Regions from separate parts of the Sus scrofa genome. Here region 1 is linked to region 2. The links are chromatin contacts, called in public HiChIP or PLAC-seq maps. All regions are on one chromosome and are shown on one strand. Each heading gives the region's core, a stretch centred on a gene start, on an enhancer-like site or on the middle of the called end of the contact. The rest is flanking DNA. Distances are from core to core; before and after follow the strand shown.

Region 1 (6,877 bases), core at 2,860-5,359, 280 kb after region 2:
TGGCGTATGGAAGTTCCCAGGCTAAGGGTCAAATCTGAGCAGCAGCTGCCTGTCTGCACCACAGCCACAACAATGCCTAATCTGAGCCAAATCTGCAACCTACACCACAGCTCATTAGCACCACTGGATCCTTAACCCCACTGAGTGGGGCCAGGGGTTGAACCTGCATCTTCATGGATACTAGTTAGGTTCGTTTCCACTGAATCACAATGGGAACTCTCGATGTTGATATTTTGATGAGGATTGCACTGAATATGTATGTTGCTTTGGGTATTATGGACATTTTTAACAATATTAATTCTTCTGATTCCTGAGCAGAATTCCTTATTTCTTCTTTCCTTTTATTTGTGTCACCTTCAGTTCCTTTCATTAATGTCTTATAGTTTTCAGAGTACAGATTTTTCATCCAATCCTTGATTAAATTTATTCCTAGGTATATTATTTTTAAAATACAATTTTAAATGGAATTGTTTTATTGATTTCTCTTTTGGATAATTCATTATTAGTGTACAGAAATACAACATATTTCTGAATATTAATTTTGTATCCTTCATCTCTTTTGAATTCATTTACTAGCGCCAATAATTTCTAGGTAGTGTCTTTAGGATTTTCTGTATATAGTTATCGTGCCATCTGCAAATAGTGACAGTTTTACTTTTTCAATTTGAATGCCTTTATTTCTTTTTATTGTCTGATTGCTGTGGCTAGGACTTCCAATAGCATGTTGACTAAGAGTGGGGAGAGTGGACATCTTTGTCTTTCCTGATCTTAGAGATAAAGCTTTCAGCTTTTCACCATTGAGTATGATGTTGGCTGTGGGTTCATCAGAAATGGACTATTACGTTAAAGGGTATTTTCTCTATACACACTTTATTGATTTTATCATGAATGAATGTTGAACTTCGTAAAGTGCCTTTTCTGCATCTACTGTGATAACCACTAATTTTTATCTTTTGTTTAATTCGTGTGTTGAGAGCTGTTAGTTTTTTACATAAAAAGTATGTTAATAAATATACCTCCAACTTATTGACAATGGGTACCTTTAGTTAGCAAGTTGCTGCACAAACTTGATTTACATATGTTTTTGTATTAAGCCTATCTCAGTAAGACATGAAACCTGGATGCTGTAAATAGTTGGTAGACTACGTAAAAATATTACACTATATTATTCAGGGTTCAACCTGAGAAGCAGAACAAATAGGGGAAAAACATATGTATAATTTAGGGCGCTGGTTAAGCATGTTTGAAATCAGTAGGGCAAGTCTTCAGAAAGGGAATGTCACAGGTAGGTTTGAGGTATATTTTCTCCTCTTGGAAAAAGCCTTAGTTCTGCTTTTAAGTCTTTTCAACTGATTGAAACATCCTCTCCCAGATTATCCAGGATAATCTCCCTTACTTAAAGCAAACTGATTAGAGGCCTTAATTACATCTTAAAATACCTCTACAGCAAAGCCAAGATTAGTATTTGATTAAATAAGTGGATACTGTACCTAGCCAAGTTGACACCTCGAAGCCATCATATATATAAATAAAAAAATTATGTTCAGCAAAAGACACTGAAAAAGGCAGACAGAAATACATTTACAAATATAAAAGGATTAATATTCAAAATTTACTGAATTTCCCCAATCAACAAGACAAGAAACAGCTGATAGAAAAAACGGGAAAGGATATGAATGGGAAATTCATACACAAAATGCAATAGTCCGATGAAGAAAGTATGAAAATGTTTAAACTCATTAATAATTAAGAAAATAAAACTTGAAATGATAGCTTTTTTCTGATAATTTTGGCAAAATTTTAAAAGATAGATAATATCAAAAGTTGGCAAAAATACAGAGGAATGGATATTCTCACTCATACACAAATCCATTAGTAAGAGTATGCAATGATAAAGCCTTTCGAAAAGGAAATTTAAAAGTTATCTGTAACAATTTTAAATGAGTATACCTTTTAGCCTGGTGAACTTCTAGGAGTCTATGCTCTCTTACTCTTTTGTTCATCATCGAGTTCAAATTAAATCTTATCTGATTGGGCTTCTCAACTAAACTGCCCTTTGATTCTTTCCTTCCTGACTGTACTATCTATTGTGCATTACTGCTAGATAGATCTTCATAATTCTCTCCTGTTCTATTATACACAGACACAGAGACACAGATACTCACATACACACCCACAACTATGCCACAGCATAGTTTTTAACAGCTCCAGCTGGAAACGACCCAATGTGTAACAATGATAGCATGAAGAAATAATTCATTTACAATAAAGAAAGTGAAGGAAAATTAGTTACAACATGGATGACTCTCAAAAAATATTGTTGGACAAAAGAAGCAAAACCCAAAGAAAACAAAAAGTATGATTCCATTTAAACAAAGTTCAAAAAAGACAAAATAAACTACATTATTTAAGGATGCATACTTATAGGGTAAAACCATAAGGAAAAGTAAGGAAATAAAAGATTTTCCTAAATGTTAGGGTAGTGATTACCTTGGGTGAAGGAGGAAAGGAATTGTGACTGGGGAGGTGGATTCAGGAGACTTCTGGGATGCTGCTGATACTAGACTTTTTGACCTTAATGGTAATGACATGTCAAATGGAATATAAGGGTTTTGTCTCTATCCTTGTAATTTTCACTTTGCTGTAGAGTAGAAATTGACAGAATACTGTAAATCAACTATAATAGAAAAAATAAAAATCTTAAAAAAAAAACCTCGTTAATTAAAAAAAAATGTTTCACTAGGGAACATTCTGAAGTACTAGCAATCTTCTATTTTTCATTTTTTCTTTTTCCAGTTTTGTTGATGTATAACTGACATAAAATGCTGTGCAAGTTTAAGGTGTATAACATGTTGATTTGATTTAATAAACTGCGAGATGATAACCACCATAGTGCTTATCCTGTCACGTGGTAGCTGCACAAATTCTGCCCTATCATCTTGTAAATTAAATTTACATATGACTTCTACATTTTTTTGGTTCATTGTATCTGACTCTAAAAAATACATTAAAATTCAGGAGTTCCCATCGTGGCGCAGTGGTTAACGAATCCGACTAGGAACCATGAGGCTGCGGGTTCGGTCCCTGCCCTTGCTCAGTGGGTTAGCGATCTGGCGTTGCCGTGAGCTGTGGTGTAGGCTGCAGACGCGGCTCAGATCCCGCGTTGCTGTGGCTCTGGCGTAAGCCAGTGGCTACAGCTCCGATTCGACCCCTAGCCTGGGAACGTCCATATGCCTCGAAAGCGGCCCAAAGAAATAGCAAAAAAAAAAAAAAAAAGACCAAAAAAAAAAAAAAATACATTAAAATTCAAAAACTTTCACGAATTACTCTGTCTACAAAGTTCTGACTCCTTCATCTGAAATTTCAAATTCCTCTATATACTGATGACTTTTCAGTCTTTGTAATCCTAACTCCCACTTCTGTCTTCAGTGGAAACCCAAAAAACCCCAAACAAAACAAAACAAAACAAAACAAAAGCCCCAACAGATCCTAATTTTACTAAATTGCCTTTACAAGAAAATAAAGGAAAGAAAATTGACCTTTCCTCTTACTCTTTATTTGAAAGTAAATGGGGGAGGATGTTGAATTGCCTACCACATGTTTTTCTAAGATGAATCAGAGCAGGATGAGATGCCTGCTTAGTCTTTGGCTATAGTGAATATGTGTCTGTGATAACAGTTCTCAAAAAAGAACACATTTCTCCCAAGTTTTTATCTAGCTGGCATTATGATTAGAACTTTCTTTCAGTAAAAAAATGGCTAAAGTCAAGTATAGGGGATGCTAGATGTTAGTTTGTGCCCACCAAAGCACAGTGAGATAAATGACCCAAATTGAGCCCCGAGTCTACAGGCACAGACTATCAGTTTCACACTTACTCATAGTCAACTTCACACTTAGATGCCACTGAAACAACAGGGCCAAATGTTCCTGGAAAATGGGACTTCTTAGACATTCACAGACATTTGGTGTGAATACCTGAGCCCCATGCTCGGGTGGAGATCTCAGCAACAAGATTGATGGGCAGCTTCCAGGGGAAAAAATGAGGGAGGAGCAGGATGTGGTCTTGGTGATTCAGAAGCGCCCCCCCCTTCTCCACCACGAGTTTGAGTCAGCATGCAGCCACATGGCCCCACATGGTACAGTGATGGCTCTCAATGAGCTGTCATCCCAGGTCCTCTCCACTTGCCTTTGTTAAAGCACTTGGTGATTTCAGAAGCCCAATTTGCATATGGGTAGTTTTATTCTGTCTTTCTAAATTAGTCAAGCAGCAAATGGTTAAAGCATTCTGATCTACAGGATATGGGGGCATGAAGTGTTGCTGGACATTTTAATACTTGCTGGCCTCACCTTGTTCTTAAAGTGATGAAGTAACAGCATGGATCTGGAGGTGACCAAGAAGAGTAGTAGAGCTCCTAGATGTTAGAGGCAAGGGGACTGGGTTCAAATCCATGCTCATCACTCTGAACTTGTGATTTTCAGAGTAAGCACAAATCACCCCTTTTTGGCCCCAGGGCATGCACAGTATACTCTTAATGTGATTGGTGCAGTGGGAAACTAGGGTCACCCTTGCAGTGCAACAGTGGTGACAGTTCCCACTAGCTCCAGCCAAGTGGTGGCAGTTCTGCTGGTGCCTGTGTCTGGGTCCCAGAGCTGTCAGAGGGGTCAACCTGACCAGTGTTTGGTATAAACTTGATTTGGAGAACTGCTCATGACTGCAGAGTCCTCAATGAGCCATGCTGGCAATTCTGGGAGTTTTACAATGACTTTTCAGCACATTGCTTTTTGCTTAAACCAAACTTTTGGTTTCTTTTAAATGTAACAAAGGATACTGACTAATACAATGACCTTGGGAAAATTCATTAAGTTTTCTCAACCAATTTTCTCATCTGTAAAGTAGTTTAATAATATTTACCTCTTAAGGTTAGCGGGAAACTTAAATGTTACTGCATGCAAGCACTCATCATGGTGCTGGTCCACAGTAAGGGCCCCTGAGATATTAGCTATTACAGGAAGATTGGACTGCTTATAGTAAGAGTGAATCTTGGTATAAGAAGGTCCTCACATTTATTTATCTTAGAGTTAGGAAAGATAGATAGCTACTAATTGCTGAGTCATGGGGTAGGCATGGGCTTAATTTAACTGGCAACAAAATTTCCAAAGTAGTTTCACTAACTGATACTCTCAAGCATTCTATGAGTTTCTGTCCCTCTACATCCTAACACTTGTATTGCTGACTTTTTAAATTTTAGCCACTCTGGGGTGTGTGTCAAGATATTCTGTAAAGTTTTCAACTTGCATTTTACTGATAACTAATCATGTTGACATGTTTTCATGTTCACTCGCCATTTGGATAGCCTCTTTTATAAGAATCCTATTCACGTTTTTTACCCTTTCTTTAAAAAAACTGAGTTTTTCTTATTGATTTATAAGAAATCTGTACACACTCTAGATCAGACTTACTTCTTTTACTTAGTAATATGCATTTAAGTTCCTCTATGACTTTTTATGGCTTGATAAATTATTTCTTTTTTAGCACTGAATAATATTCCATTGTACCACGGTTGGTTGTTGTTTTTTTTTTTAGGGCTGCATCTGAGGCATATGGAAGTTCCCAGGCTAGGGGCTGAATCAGAGCTGTAGCTGCCGGCCTATGTCATAGCAACATGGGATCTAAGCCCCATGTGCAACCTATACCACAGCTCACAGCAATGCCAAACCCTTAACCCACTGAGCAAGGCCAGGGATAGAACCCATGTCCTTGTGGATACTAGTTGGGTTTGTTAACTGGTGAGCCGCGACGGAAACTCCCAGATGTACCACATTTTATCTACTGATTCACCTACTGAAGGACTTTTTGATAGCTTCCGTTTTGGCAATTATGAGTAAAGCTGCTATAAAAATTTGTGTGCAGGGTTTTGTGTGAAATTAAGTGTTCAATTGCTCTGCGTAAATACCAAGGAGTATGACTGCTGGATTACATGGTAATTGTAGGTTTAGCTGTAACTGTAGGTAATTGTAATAGTTTAGTAAGAAACTGCCTGTCTTTCAAAGCAGCTAAACCATTTTGCATTCCCATCAGCAATGAATGAGCATTCCTGTTGCTTCACACCCTCATCAGCCTTTGGTGGTGTCAGTGTTCTGTATTTTAGCTATTCAAATAGAAGCACAGTGGCATTTCATTGTTGTTTTAATCTGCATTTTCCTGATGACATGTACTGTGGAGCATTTTTTCATATGTTTATTTTTTTGGCCATGCCCATGGCATGTGGAAGTTCCTGGTTCAGGAATTTAACCCACACCATAGCAGCAAGCAAAGGCACAGCAGTGACAACCTCAGCTCCATAACCGACTGAACCACCAGGGAACTCCTTCATATACCTATTTTTCATTGGTATATTTTCCTTGGTGAGGCATCTGTCATGACCTTTGGCCCATTTTATAATCTGGTTGTTTTCTTATTGGAGAATTTTAAAAGTTCTTAATATATTCAGGATAACAGTCCTTTATCAGATACGTCTTTTGCAAATATTTTCTTACAGTCTGTAGCTGGTCTTATCATTCTCCTGACATTGTCTTTTGCAGAGCAGAAACGTTTTTAATTTCAAAAGTCCACTTATCCATTACTCTTCTCGTAGATCATTACTTTGGTGTTGTATATAAAAAGTCATTGCCATACCCAGCCAAGGTCATCTGGGTTTTCTCCCTTGTTATCTTATAGGAGCCTTATAGTTTTGTGTTTTACATTTAATGCTATGATTCACTTTGAGTTAGTTTTGGTGAAGGGTACAAGGTCCTTGCCTAGATTCTTTCTTCTTCTTGTTTTATTTTGTATGTGGATGTCCAGTTGTTCCAGTATCATTTGTGACTATTTTTGTTC
Region 2 (7,749 bases), core at 2,999-5,498:
GATGAAGCTGTGTCACTGAGACCCAGACTGAGAGACAAGACCTCTACCAGGGAAGGAGGTGCTACCTACAGCTAAGTGCTGCCACCTCTGTCCACAGCAGGGGACTGTGAGTCTGGTAATTTCCTTAAAAGAAAAGAGCTGAATTTGTTTCCCCTTGTTACCAAATGTGAATAATTTATTTCTCCACAGAGGGCTCATATTTACGGGACTATGAGTAACTTCCTTGAGAGAGAGCAAGAGAGCGAGAGAATGGAAAACCCCACTGGTTTTCAATTCAAAATTGCCAAATAAAATTAAACTAGAGCTCACCAAACCACTTGAGATTTCTGAAACATTACAAAACTTACAAATTAATATATTTACCAACTTAGCTTTTATATGACTAAAGAAGGCTAAGTGGTCATTAAGATAAAAAAATCATTTCTAATCACTTTAATAAATTTGAGTATCTACTCCTTGCTAGAGGTGATTATTTCCTATATATACTTATTTAATTAAAGAATGACCTTTTTCTTCTCCTAGCACTATCTTTTCTTAAGTCTACTTGGGCTACTTAACAATGCCACAGGTTGCGTGGCTCAAATGACAGAAATTTATTTCCCAGTCCTGGAGACTAGAAGTCCTGGTTGAAGGTGCCAATATGATCGATTTCTGAAGAGGATTCTCTTCCTGGCTTGCAGATGGCCACCTTCTCGCTGTGTACTCACATGGTGAAGAGAGAAGAGTTCTCTGGTGTCTCTTCTTAAAAGGGCACTAATCTCATCATGGGTGCTTCACCCTCATGATCCCATCTAACCCTATTCAACTCCCAAAGGTCCCATCTGCAAACACCATCAAATTGGGGGTTAGAGCCTCAACATCTGAATTTGGGGTTGGGGGGTAGGGAACAGGACAAACTTCCAGTCCATAACATTCCCTTCCTTGTGTTTCTAAAGATCTTTCATACCTTTAAAATTAGAGCTGAGACCACATGCTGGGCTGGCATGTGCTGGTCCAACAGAAACCACAAACAGGGTTTGTCTCTTTCTGCATCTGGGATCCAAGTATTCATTTCATACACCTTCTGATAATTTCTCTTGCCAACTCACATATTTATTACTCTCCCAACGCCTCCCTTATCTCCTGCTCTCCAACCATACTGCTTGGGAGAGTTCTTAGGAAGGACATGATCATGTATTGAGCACCCTCTAAAGGCTGAGTCTCTAACTAACTACATTATTGCATTTTCACTCTCACTCTAACCCTGAAGTCAGATGACTACCAAGTAACCAAATAACTCTACATTGGAAAGAAAGTTTGAGAACAAGGAAAAGAAATCTGAGTCACACCTAAGAAGTAATAACTTGCAAGGGTGAAACACTTGTTTTAGGATTACTAATTACTAGGAAACTGGAAGCAAGTCCAGGGTCTGGGATTTCTGTGGACTCACCATGGGCAATAAGCTTCATTAATAGACAGCTCAGGTTCAACGGTCTAGGGAATGCTTGTCTTCTGCCTCTTCATAAAACCATGGAGCCTGGATGACTCTCCTCCCCTAAGGAAGTTCTAGTTGTAACACACATGCTACTTTAAGTTGGGCTTGGTTTTGAAAAATCTTAATGATAACATGCTGGAAGATCCTTTGGGGCAAGGGTGATGGCGGCGTGTATAGACGTAGACTGGATTTTCAGAGCTTACCAGGAACACCCGGCAAAATCAGTGCCGGAGATCAATTAGTTAGGCTTTGTTTACTAGCTGGGCTCAGGGGTTCAGGGGTTATCAATACTCTGCAGAAGTGTGAACTAGAGCCATCATTTAACCAAACTAGAACGTCATCATATCCCATAATAAAAACCACTCTGTCCCACAATTCCTAGCCTTTGTTTACATTACGGCTTCTGGGAGAGAAAGAAAACGTGTAACAGGGAACTGATCCATGAGTAAAAACCTTAGCACCCATGTTTCTCAGTACTGGCATATGAATAGGGCACCCAGGAACAAGATGATGAAATGCCCCAGTCTGCCCAGGATGGTCCCAGCTTTAGGGCTAAAAATCCTGTATCCTGAAAAACCTCTTTGTTCTGGCCAAACTACTACAATGGTTGGCACCCTACTAAGGAGACCCGGTACAAGAAGTTGTAGAAGCGGAAATTTAAAAAAAAAGTAATCTTAAAAAAATTATCCTTGTTATTTCATAGGGCTGTTTCAAAAAAAAAAAAAATTCAGACGAACATCTCTCAAAATAATAAGAATGAAAGTGGTCCAGACAGACAAGTTTCATTCTTGTTTTTCCTAATAGCTCACTGTTTCTATGCAATAAGGGACTAGAGCTTGGTAGTTCTCTCCTCACACCATAATTCAATTCGTTAACAGTTTCATTTAGCAAAAGACCTTGTAAAACTACATACATCTTGCCTAGGGAAAGAGCACTGCCTATGGCTTAATCCACATGGTTAATGTAACAGCGGGAAGGAAGTGCCTGGCCTCAGAGGAGGCCACTGATAGAGACTGGGGTGGAGCTCTATCCTAGATATGGATGACAGAGAATTCATCTCGTCTGATCTGACTGGTTGGTAGTACCAGGCTGCGAGCCAGGTTGAGAATAATTCCGAGCTGCCATCTCGGTATAGCAGGAGACAGTGATTAATCAGCAACATATACCACGGAAGACAAATGAGCCACATGAACTAAGGTGACTTAGGTGAGTCAAGTTTTCTCTCTCTGATAGGCTGACACCAAAGCAATACACAAGGAGTAAAAGTTAAGAAAATGTAAAAGTGAAGCCCATCTAATAGTGACACACTCCAGCAGCAAATATTACTTACAGTATGGTAAAAAAATGTGGCTTCAAAGTCACTCTAACTTTTAATCTTTGAACCCACTGGTCCCGTGTCTGCCACAACTTTGCTAAAGATAGCCTAATGGGCTCTAATGTGGGTGTATCTCTGAGAAGATTAATTACGTTCACCTCCAGGCTCATAGGCACAAGCTTTCTCTTGCCTCTCCAATGTTGACATCAGCCAGCTGTCAGCAAAATCATGCATAACCAAGGTTGGAAATATTAATGTTGATTTTGGGGGAATGTAATCACTAGAAATATTCTGAAGCAGACGTGTCTGTTGGTTGAAGCAGCTTATTTAAAAAAAAAAAAAAAGAAGCAACTTTGCTCAAAAGGGAACCAAAAGTCTCATACAGTATTACAGATGACCCAAAAATATCCTCAAAATAGATTCAATCATTGGTTAAAAATACTCCAAACAGTGGAAAACTGATTTTCTCATTTTTTCCTTAAAAAAAAAAATCTGCTTAGTGTACAGATATGGGCACTGGCCCTTGAATGTCAGTGAACTTGACTACATGTCTCTGGTATTGAGAGATTAATGTGGTGATTAATCAACAAAAGTTAGCAGTTAGCATTTCTTTTCTCAAAATACATTTTACTGACCTCAGAGCCAGCTTAATTTTTTAAAAGGCTTCCTCATTGCATTTATATTTTTAATGATGGGTGGCTACTTGAAAGAAGACATTATTTTTCTGATTATGAAGTATACTTGCTTATAGAAAAGTTTGGAAAATAAAAAAAAATAAACAGAAGAAATCACACAGCATCATTCCTTTTCTCTTTGTATCTGCAAATGAATAAGATAGGATCTCTAAAGGTCTCTTCTCTTTCAAACAAAGATGGCATCACACATCAGAATGCTGGTGGTACAGTCCTTGGTTTGAACGAGAACAAAGAGACGAGACAGTGGTTAGCAGTCATAACAAATCTGTGACTTCATGTGACTCAAGCCTCTATGAAGAAAAGAATCAAGGACATATTAAAAAATATTATTTGCACACACATTTCTACCTACCCATTTATATCTTATAAGTAAAAAAAAAAAAAATTCCTCTATTCCCTTTTAAATGGTAAAGACAACTGGTATCCTGTATGAATATAACATTCCTATCCAGAATGTGCTGGGTGGAATCCAATAACGTGTGATAACTCAAAAATTTAACACAGGAAGCAAAGCCCACAACATTCCTTAGAAATTTCACAGACTATCTAGGCAGAACAGACCCATTTGAAAAGGGTTTTTTTTCCCCCCAGTGTTATTTGAAGAATGCAACTTTTCATAGCGGACACACTGGGTTTGTGACGGATGCAAATGCAGAGAGGAATAAAACACAATTAAATGATTCAGACTCTTGTGTTATGCCTCCATAGACCTTATTTCTGCACGGGTCAAACAAAGGAAAGTTGGTGTTTGACAACTGTGGATGACTCAACAGAGGAAGTTCTTACCATATGGATGTGCTTGTGGAAGTAAGGCTGGTTAACAAAGCCAGCCTTCTTTCTCCCTGTGGGCCAGGGAGGGTTTCGTTTTAGGAAATGGAAGTGTCAATGTGGACAAACTGTCCAGAAGTATTTATAGCATAATGTGTAGTTTCCTTCAACTGTCTCTGAACAAAGAATATATGCATGGAAAATAGGATCTGAATTTCCTTCATTCGTGTCATCTGAACTATATTGTTTATAAAACCCATGCAGCACAGTGACATGTATTCAATGTGATGTGAAAATGAAAAGTGTGCTAGTGGCGTCCCAATTAATTTTAAGAGCGCTTTCTTCAGGAAGGATGTTATATCTTTGTCATATTCACTGCAAACATGTTCTCTAAGACTACCATATGCTTTTTAACTGTGTGCAGTATTTTTATTTTTTTGATGAACAGAAGTTTTCAATTTTTATTTAGTCAAATATATTAATTTTTCTTTGTGACTTTTTAATGCTTTGAAAGGCTATCTCCACTTTAGGACCATCAAGATTTTTTTATAGTTTCTTTATCCTTTTATGATTTCATTTTTAATATTTAAGTCTTTAAGCCATCTGTTACTTGCTCTGGGGTAAAGAACCGAGAGAACTTAATTAATTAACATTCCCCCCCCCAAGGAGCTGACCTTATCTTATTCATTGAATAAGCTCTTCTGTCCTCTAGGGTTTGTGATTTATAATAAATTATACCACTTTCTAAATTGGAATTTTTTTTCCCGGACCCTCTATTCTTTTCCATTAATGTCTGTCATTTCTTCTGCTGGAGCCAAATTGTTATTGTAGCTGCATAATGCATTTTAGTACTTGGTGGTAGGAGTTACCCTTCATTACATTTTTATTAAAACAACTCTTGGTTATTTTTACCAATTTAGCTCCTCCAAATGCATTTTAGAATATCCCACTGGGAGCTCCTGTTGTGGCATAGTGGAAACGAATCTGACTAGGAACCATGAGGTTGCAGGTTCAATCCCTGGCCTTGCTCAGTGGGTTAAGGATCTAGTGTTGCTGTGAGCTGTGGTGTAGTTTGCAGACGTGGCTCGGATCTTGCATTGCTGTGGCTGTGGTGTAGGCTGGCAGCTGTAGCTCCAACTGGACCCCTAGCCTGGGAACCTCCATATGCCGCAGGTGCGGCCCAAAAGCAAAAAAAAAAAAAAAAAGAATATCCCGCTGGGATTCTGATCAGAGCTGCATAAAACTATAAATTAATTTAGAAAGATCAGGTATTCTTTGACTATTCAATCTTTTCATTCAGGAAAATGTAATATCTTTCTAATATTCAAATAGTCTATATCAGAGTTCCCGCTGTGGCTCAGTGGGTTAAGAACCCTACTAGGATCCACAAGGATTCGGGTTTGATCCCTGGCCTCCATCAGTAGGTCAAGGATCTGGTGTTGCTGTGAGCTGTGGTGTGGTTTGCAGATGTGGCTCGGATTCAGTGATGCTGTGGCTGTGGTGTAGACAGGCAGCTACAGCTCCGATTTGACTCCTAGACTGGGAACTTTCATGTGCCGCAAGTGGGACTATCTAGATAAGTCTTTTATATCTCTCAATGAAGTTTTATAGTTTTCCTGATCTGGGTCCCACACATTTGTTTACATTAGTCGACACGTCTGGTTATTACTGGGAGTGAGATGGAGCTGCTTCCAACTGCAGAAACTGCCGCTCTTTTGTCTGAGGTCATGATCCTGGCTGTGGTCTTGAACTAGGGGTTACCTTAGATTTGAAAAGTGGAAGCAGAAGGAAGACATGTGGAAGACGTTTATATTTATAGCATGAAGTCGGTGAACCTCCCAGAAAGGCTCTAAAGGTTAAAAAACATGTAACCCGATGTACCAGGGCTTAGTGAAAAAGAGAAATAATGTGCGAATAAGCGCTCTCATAGTGATGACTCACTACATAGGATCATCTCTGGGAAACCACCTACTAAGCAGAATTCAGCAGTTAAGGCGTTATTTTTAGTTCACAGTTATTGCTACTTCCTCTAGGGAAAAGAATGATTAAACCTGAGCTCCCTAAAACACATGAAAATGGTCACCCTGGCAGACTGGCCTCTCAGGTAACAATGCTATTTCTAGAAGAGGGCAGGGTGTTACCTGTAGAGCCTTCTTTAGTGCAAGATAGAAGTACTTAGCCATGTGTAATGGAAAGGAGTAAAACCCAGGAGACAGAAAACCCAGCTCCTAATGCTGGCTCTGTAACTGATTAACAAATCACTGAGTGCAGGCAGGCAGGCAGGCAGGCCACTTAGCCTCTGCGCATCTGTTAAAAAACAGATATCACAGCTCCTGTTCCACTCTATGTACCACAGATGTGCTACAAAAATAATAAACTATGTGGATGAAAAAGAACTGCTGAGAAGTAAAATCAGCTGCTCAGTAAAGGTAGTGCCATTAATCAAACAGCTCATACGAACTCTCACCCATTCCAAAGTTATTCATTTTTGCTTCATACTTTATTACCTTCTATTGCCCCCTGCCCCCACTCTGCCCTGCAGCCTCCCCGACTGGCAGTTTCTTTTCCTTGTTTCATTATGGCTAAATACGCAAAGAAAATTCAGTGCTATTGTTTTGTCCCTACCTCTGGATTCAATCTCTGAATTTAATTTACTCATGATATTCTGCTGTGCACTTACGAAGATCACTGGCTCAGGGAAGTGAAAGATGAGGTAGTCAGGATAATGACAAATATGAGAGAAAAGTGCATTTCCTTATTCAGTACACATGGTGGTAAGGCCAACTAGTTAGAACACTGGCGGGTACCCCCATCAACTGAGCTGATCTTTTCCTTATATTAATGAGGAAACTGAGATCCTGCAAGATTAAATGACTTGCTCAAAGTTTGATATTTTGTTCATTCATATACTCATTCATTCATTCTGAGAATATTTACTGAGTGTCAGATGATGTTCTGGATGCTCCGAATACAGCAGCAAACGAAATACACTCCCAGTCTCTGAATGCATGAATAAACCTGTCAGAATGTGTATTTCCCTCATTAGTGTTGAGTTTGAACACTTTTACACTTACACTTATTTACCACTGGTAATACTTTTATGAATTTCTACTTCTCAATTTCCAACAAAGCCAGATAATTTTACCTAATGAAATAGCCTAGGAACTATAGGTAAGACACAGTTTTCTAATCCTTACAAAACACCCTGAAACAGACAATACTCTCCTCATTTTGCAGATGAGGAAGCTGGAGCTCAGGAGAGTTTGGTAAATTAGACACAGACATATAAGTGGTACGTGCAAAAGCTGGAATCAAGACCATTTAACCATGATTTCTTATTGAGACTATTAGATCATATATTTAAATGCAATCTACCATTAATGCATTTAAAACTATGTTACAAAATAGACATTAAAGTCAATCTTTGTCCTCAGTACACATTACTTTATTTATGAAACCAATGAACTTCTAAGAATGAGGAGGCTGCAGTATATTCT

The links. HiChIP or PLAC-seq counts read pairs in DNA pulled down with a chosen protein or histone mark.
Region 1: a contact with region 2 is called in an H3K27ac HiChIP or PLAC-seq map of alveolar macrophages. The contact joins two enhancer-like sites. A contact is called at or near these places in 1 of 47 Hi-C or Micro-C datasets (embryonic fibroblasts) and 1 of 2 datasets of contacts at active chromatin or transcription factors (alveolar macrophages).

The regions. Positions count from the first base shown.
Region 1 is chr9:72,821,677-72,828,553 of Sscrofa11.1, forward strand. The region is part of intron 2 of LOC102161391 (a long non-coding RNA gene); the gene reads right to left. Among named protein-coding and RNA genes, the nearest start is that of CDK6, 59 kb to the left of the region's middle. Within about 2 kb of position 4,110, at least 15 of the 83 cell types and tissues checked have an H3K27ac peak or open chromatin away from gene starts, as enhancers often do. A contact at or near this core is called in alveolar macrophages, where this site is marked.
Region 2 is chr9:72,545,618-72,553,366 of Sscrofa11.1, forward strand. The region is part of intron 5 of CDK6 (a long non-coding RNA gene); the gene reads right to left. Among named protein-coding and RNA genes, the nearest start is that of FAM133B, 46 kb to the left of the region's middle. Within about 2 kb of position 4,249, at least 24 of the 83 cell types and tissues checked have an H3K27ac peak or open chromatin away from gene starts, as enhancers often do. A contact at or near this core is called in alveolar macrophages, where this site is marked.